2 separate regions of the Callithrix jacchus genome follow, and region 1 is linked to region 2. A link is a contact called in public Hi-C data. All regions are on one chromosome and are shown on one strand. Each heading gives the region's core, a stretch centred on a gene start, on an enhancer-like site or on the middle of the called end of the contact. The rest is flanking DNA. Distances are from core to core; before and after follow the strand shown.

Region 1 (3,316 bases), core at 6-2,505, 590 kb after region 2:
ACCACTCTGGTGGGGATGTTGATAGTGAGAGAGTCTGTATGCATGTGGGGCAGAAGGTATATGGGAACTCTCTATACTTTCTGCTCAGTTTTGCTGTAAACCTAAAACTTCTCCAAAAAATAAAATCATTTTAAAAAGGCTAATATATTTTTTAAAAGATAGAAAGGAAGCAGAGTGAAAGTGGATCTTTTAAATATTTAATTTAAATATCAGTGTTCAGCCGCTGAGAGGTTTAGAGTAGTCAAAAAGGGTTGTTTTATTTTTTAAATTATTGTGAGTGCATAATAGGTATATCTATTTTTGTGCATACATAATAGATGTATACATTTATGGGTTACATGAGATACTTTGATACAGGCATGCAATGCATAATAATCACGTCATGGAAAATGGGTATCCATCCCCTCAAGCATTTATCCTTTGTGTTATAAACAATCCAGTTAGACTCTTTTAGTGATTTTTAAATGTACATTAAATTGTGACTGACTATAGTCACCCTGTTGTGCTATCAAGTACTAGGTCTTATTCAATCTTTCTAATTATTTTTTTTACCCATTAACCATCCCACTTACCTTCCGCTACCCTTCCCAGCCTCTGGTCACCATCCTCCTACTCTCTATCTCCATGAGTTCAATTGTTTTGATCTTTAGCTCCCACAAATAAGAGAGATCATAGGAAGTTTGTCTCTCTGTGCCTGGCATATTTCACTTAACATAATGATCTCCAGTTCCATTCATGTTGTTGCAAATGATAGGATCCCATTCTTTCTTATGGTTGAATAGTACTCCATTGAGTATATATGCCATGTTTTCTTTATCCTTTCATCTGTTGATGGACACATAGTTTGCCTTCAAATCTTGGCTATTGTGAATGGTCTGCAACAACCTGGGAGTGCAGATATCTCTTTGATATACTGATTTCCTTTCTTTTTTTTTTTAATTATATTTTAAGTTCTGGGGTACATGTGCAGATCATGCAGAATTGTTATACTGATTTTCTTTCTTTTCGGTACATACCCAGCAGTGGGATTGCTGGACCAGATGGTAGCTCTATTTTTAGTTTTTTGAGGAACTTCTAAACCATTCTCTGTAGTGATTGTACTAGTTAACATTCCCACCAACAGTGTATGAGGGTCTTATTTTTAATGTGTCTTTTTTGATGCAGCTTCATCTTCACCAGATTGCCTTCCTCAGTATGGAAAACCCACACCTGCCTTCTTTGGTGTTATATCAGAAGTTGGCCATGGGGCAGCATGATTCCTCCTTGGTCTGTCCTGTGGCTTCAGGAGAAGGCCCTGCTATGTGGGGAGGAAGGAAGACAGTGACTTTCCCCAGCACACCTTGCCCATGCATTCACAGATTTGAGATCTGGTCCCAATACCCACGTGAACTTACTCTGAGTTTCTGACAGAGGAAGCTGCTAAAGTTAAGGACTAACTTCCACCCCTAGTGGACAATCACTTGAGATGCACCAAGGGTTAGGCCACCATTGCTCTGCCAAGGTCAGAGCACTCACTGAGGCCAAGCTCAACTCTAGGATGAGATATCTGGCTGAGAGTGGCCTGGACAAATGGAAACAGAGGCAATGTGACTTCCCCTTTCCCTATTTGCCCAGTTTGATAATGACACAAAGAAAGGAGACACGTCGTATATGCAAGTTTAACAGCACAAGTAAAACTAATAATTTTGCAATAAGAAGTGACCGATGTATTCAAATTTAAGAAGTTTAAAGTACAGACTTGAAGCCTACTGTCCATACACAGTCATTATTAAAGTCTACATTTCTCAAACATTGCAATCCTACCTCCGAAGCCACAGATTCTTCTCTCCTTAGTCCCTCAGGCCTGAAGTCTTTGTCCGTATTTCTTCATTCTGCAGCCTCATAGTCCCGCCCCTGGTACTGAATACACACACACAAGCATATGGTGGGCAAGAGAGACCTCTGCTGGATGAATGACGGCAAACAAGCACGGCTCTGCACTAAGAAAAACAGAATACACTTTTTTTGTTTTACAGTGGTGCTTCTGGAAGAGAAGAAAAATTGTTTTTGTTTCAGAATCACCTTTTAAACTCTTGAGATTGAAAACCAACCCCATAAGATATGTTTTTTTAGGTTTTGAGAAACATCGTTTGCGGACGGTGCCATTTCTACAGCACTTTGCTACTTATGTTGAGCAATTTTGTAAGAGCTCCATATGTTCTGCACACAGGTTCTAAGAGCAGCTTCACAGCCTAACAGCCAAACTGCTTCTTTTCTATCTAATTGCCTGCCAGTGTTCCACGTTATCTGTGCACAGGCAGGGATATGTGAGACATGATTCTCATAGACCCGAAATCATAGGATGGACTTCAAGACTGAGTTTTCAGAACTCCTGGAAAGGATATATGTTTGAGATAGGTCAGCAGGGGTCAAAAACATTCAGAGAAAACTTGACACACCTTGCCGAACTTTTCCCCTCGGCTGCATATATTCAGAATTTTTAGGTCCTTAATTGGGGTGGGGGGTGGGAAGAGTGCGAGTGCTTTTGAAAAAAGTTCCCCTGCACGCAGCATATACCCTGATGCATTAAAATATGCTCAGCTTTGCAGTGTCCTCTGTACACACCGTGTTTCAGGGCACGGCAAAGGCAGAGCTTGGTGGTTCAACTCTCTGCCTCTCATATAATGCCTAGTTATACTGGTTTCTAATCTGACTATGCCTAATTAGGCAATGTTGTGCAAGTTTTCCAAATTTCCTAAGCCCCAGTTTCCTCCTCTGTGAAATTAAATTCCTTGTAGTGTCCACTTCAGCGTTACTAGGAGGGTTCGACGAGATAATATATGGCTAGTGCTTAGCATAGTGGTTGCTGGCCTATAGTAAATGCTCAGTGAACACAGGTGTAATTATTAAAGGGAGGCAAACATGTACACAAATGTTTCCTTCCTTCCTTCTTTTTTCGACAAATATTTATGGAGTTTCTACTATGTCCAAAACTGTATGGGGGACACTGAGGAGTGTAAGAAACTGAAAAACTTATGTTTCTATTCTCAGGGTTCTTTCAGTCTCTCTGATGTTTTATTATTTGAATATAGATCAGTGATTCTAAAAGCTGTTTGCTAACATACCAGAAAATTCTCCAAATTCTCAAGAAAATAAAGAACAAGCTTTTAACTGAAAAATTAATTTATGCCTTTCAAATCTTAAAAGACAGAAAAAGTCATGATAAAAACCATGCTAGGCTGGGCATAGTGGCTCATGCTTGTAACCTCAGAATTTTGGGAGGTCAAGGTGGGAGGATTGCTTGAGCCCAGGGGTTTGAGACCAGCCTTGGCAACAT
Region 2 (3,645 bases), core at 1,038-3,537:
CTCTGGAGGCTGAGGTGTGTGGACCACTTGAGCCCATGAGGTCAAGGCTGCAGCAAGCCATGATCATGCACTCTAGCCTAAGCAATAGAGTGAGACTGTGTGTGGGGGGGGGGGGGGGATCTTTCCAGTAGTAATAACAATGAAATAATTGCAAAGGGATTGCAGTGCATGAAGATCCATCCTTAAAGACACCTACCACAGGCATACTCCACCTACTCTCTAAGTTTCATATCTACTTGTGCTGGGGTTGTTCCTCCTACTAATAGTTATCTGGTTCTATCACTGAGTCATTCTAGGGAGAAACAGTCCCAACACAATCCCAGAAGTACTCTCTCCTGCTCCTCTCTCCCCTCCCACTTTTACCCAAGAAAATTTCAGCTATGCATTTTGCTTTCAATAATACCTGAATGAGAAAGTCCTTGAAATAAGAGAAGGATGTGTTATATGTCAAAATGAGCTATTCATTCCTGGTGATCATTAGAGTGTCACAAGAGAAGAAATGTACCCAGGAGGGTCTTGCGAAATTCCAACTCTGGGAATTGTGTTCTATCTAAAGACTCTCCATCATTTCAGCAGCCCATTCATTTACTCAAAAATATTTATCAGGTGCCATTATATCCAGCACTGTGTTAACATCAGCAAGACATTAAATCTTCAAAGTAGTTTCTTATTCTACACTTATGTTGACACATTTAGGTGGGGCCTTAAATTCTCTACTCAGCTGAATGCTTTAGTTCCCCTTCTAAGTAATTTGTCATTTTCCGTCACATTTAAGTGGGTTTTATTTTTTATCAATGGAATTCTACCATATATAATGGCATTTACATAAGAGTTCAAATCATGAGGAATAGCAATAGCAATAACAAGATCCAAGCATTACAGATTTAAATATTATTTCAGAATTAGATTACTGGAGTTAAACTTCCAGATTCTAGACTCCAAGCTTCAAGAAATAAATTACAACTTTGACTACCCCCAAAGGCTAATCAAGCCCTAAGTCTCCGTAGAATAATTTGCGTTTCTTTTCGTGATCCAGACAAAAGGAGGAAACGGCCATAATCTGCCCTCACTGGAAACCAGCATCACAGGAATTTTCCCAGGCGGCTTTGTGGCAGTCTAAGGAGGTTCCAAGCATGTTATAACTACCATTCATCAAGCATCTATGGTGCTAAACACTTTACATTCAACTTTAGCTCATTTTAAGCTTCCCTTGCAGTGTATATATTGCAGTTCCTATTTTCCAGATGAGGAAATCAAGGCTCAGAGAGATTAGTTAATTTTGCTCAAACCAACGCAATTTGTGCCAGCGATGCATCTGTGACATCGCCCCATCAATTCTCTCCACAATGTGTTTCTACGTTTAAGAAAGATAAAACAATCATCCGTGAAGGTTGAGGAGAGAGATGGGGCTGATAATGTCTGAGAAAGATTTCTGAACACAAGAGGAAATTAAAAAGAAAATTCTGTAGCAAAACAAACCAGTCGCAGCTGTTTGGGTTAAGGACAAAAACTCGCCTCGAGGGTCCCTGGGTCTACTTCCTCCTACCTACGGCTAGGCTGTGCCTGCACCAGGCGTGGTGATTGGCAGGCGCCTACGGTTTACGCAGGGATGGCCGCTTGGGAGTCAGAGCTCCAGTTTCTCATCTCCCCTACTCCCTTGACCCTCACCCCCACCCCACCTTCAGCCACCCGCTGGGAGCTTCCCCCATCCCCACCCCCCAGTGCCGGCAAGGCTCCCAGGCAGAGAGGGAAGCTGCTGACTGATGGGGGCCGCCGAGCGCGAGAGCGCTGAGTGAGGCCGACGCGCCCAAGCCGGTTGGCCTCAGGATCCCAGCAGCTGTGGACGCCAGAGCTGGGCGCAGTCATCCTGATCCAGCCCGCGGGGCCTGATCGGAAGGATGCCTCGGCCTAAGAGCTGGCCTCGGGTCCTGGCACCTCCACGCGAGTAAGCAGGGGCTGCAACGGCTGTGCTGGGCCTGCGCGTCGGCCCTTGGGGGTACTCTGGGCCCTCACTGCCTCGAGGCCCTGCGGCCCAAGCCCTTAGAGCAGAGGCCGCGCTAGTCTGCAGGGGTCGGCACAGGGCCGGAGGCAGCGGGTTCTCCTATCCACTCCGGGTTGACCCTAAAGAAATGATTTAACCGTGGCGATGGCAGCTGCCCACGCTGTCTGGAGGAGCAGGGCGCCGGGGGCGTGGCAGCGAAGCTGGCCCCAAGGGGCGCCCAGGCCTACGCGCCCGGCTCTCTCCCCGCTTTCTTCCTCCTCCTTCCCGGGCTCCGAAAGCCTGCCAGCCGCGGCCCCAGCCCTCCCCCCAGCCTGCGCAGGGCTCCGCTTTCCCTCCATCAACTCCAGGCCGAATTCAATCCGAGAAGGCTCCTTTGAGCTTTTGTGTTTGCTGGGGGAGATGTGGGCGCAGGAGGGATCGCGTTACAACTTTCATTTCCTGAAATGTTTGAGGGAACATCCAGGGTTTTTATCCCCACATCAGGCCGGGCGATGGGCTCGAGTTTCAGGCCTTGTCACTCAGCTGTCACCAAACAAACGAAGCTCTCAGAGCCCAGGAGAGGGAGAGCTACCTGCTATTCATGACCCCTGGAGCAGGTGATCGCTCATGGGAAAAACAGGTAGAATTAATCATAGGGCTGCTCTCTGTTTCCTCTCTTTTTTGGCAGACCTGCCCACAGCGCGAAACCTATCAGCAAACAAATTAACTCTTTCTTGTCACCCAGGGGAACTAAAAATACGTTTTTAGAAAACTCAACACACGTTTCACACCAAATGATGAAATGAAAGTTGAAAGGAACATCTTACATCCGCTCCACCTTGCAATTTCTTAGTTTGTGGGTTCTCATCTCAGTAGGACTTAGAACTTGGGGAAACTGGTAGAGAATGAAGCATCCTCATGTTACCTCGTCCTATCCACTGGATGGAGCCCCAGTTGTGGTCCCTGAACTCATGCAGATTTCAACATCTCCTTCTTGACTGGGTGTCAATGCAGTTGGGATTGATCCTACTAAAACAGAAAAATCTCTACTCCAACAGAAGTTTCTAAGAAATTTCTGTAAATTAGTGTTTTGCTTCCCCAAACTCTTCCCTAAGTCAATCATATTGAGCATCCATGTTGCCTTCTGTATTGAAAAATCCAAATGCGTTTGAAATCTCCCTATTCATTTCAATTCTAACTTAATTCTAACAAAATCCTAACACTTTTTTTAAAAATTACTTCTTGCCTTAGCTGAACTAAGACAGAAAGTTCAGCATACTGGTGTTCTTTGTTTTTGTAGATACTGTTTAATGGCCACTTATTAAACATTACAACACAAATTTCAAATTCTATCTTTATTTTCTATTTAGTTCTATTTTCCCCTTTTTTACTCTCTTTCCCTTCTCTAGAAAATAAAACTAAAGAAAGAAAAAGAGGAAATGCATCTGGACTTGCTTCTAAGATATATTGATACTGGAAAAGTTAGGCACAACAGCTTGGGAATCTTCAACCTGATTTTGTTTGAAGAATCTTCAGACTGATTTTTTTTGAAAGTAGAAATATGGTAAGGGGCCAGTATTGTCATTCTGCCTTTTAGTTCTTCCATAAAAGTTGTGAGTGAGTGTGTGTGTGTGTGTGTGTGAGAGAGAGAGAGAGAGAAATCA

The links. Hi-C and Micro-C count contacts between places; a contact is called where the count stands out from the background.
Region 1: a Hi-C map of skeletal muscle shows a contact between it and region 2, with 4 times the contacts expected there. The contact joins two enhancer-like sites. A contact is called at or near these places in 2 of 3 Hi-C or Micro-C datasets (induced pluripotent stem cells and skeletal muscle).

Annotation. Positions count from the first base shown.
Region 1 is chr8:95,957,481-95,960,796 of calJac240_pri, forward strand. All of the region lies in intron 1 of LOC144577514 (a long non-coding RNA gene), which reads left to right. LOC103795787 (a long non-coding RNA gene) reads right to left here. Exons shown (of 3, transcript XR_623412.5): 2 at 1,804-1,979; 3 at 1-1,297. Among named protein-coding and RNA genes, the nearest start is that of TMEM30B, 28 kb to the right of the region's middle. Within about 2 kb of position 1,256, at least 1 of the 16 cell types and tissues checked has an H3K27ac peak or open chromatin away from gene starts, as enhancers often do. A contact at or near this core is called in skeletal muscle, where this site is marked.
Region 2 is chr8:95,369,759-95,373,403 of calJac240_pri, forward strand. No RefSeq gene overlaps it. Among named protein-coding and RNA genes, the nearest start is that of SIX1, 12 kb to the right of the region's middle. Within about 2 kb of position 2,288, at least 2 of the 16 cell types and tissues checked have an H3K27ac peak or open chromatin away from gene starts, as enhancers often do. A contact at or near this core is called in skeletal muscle, where this site is marked.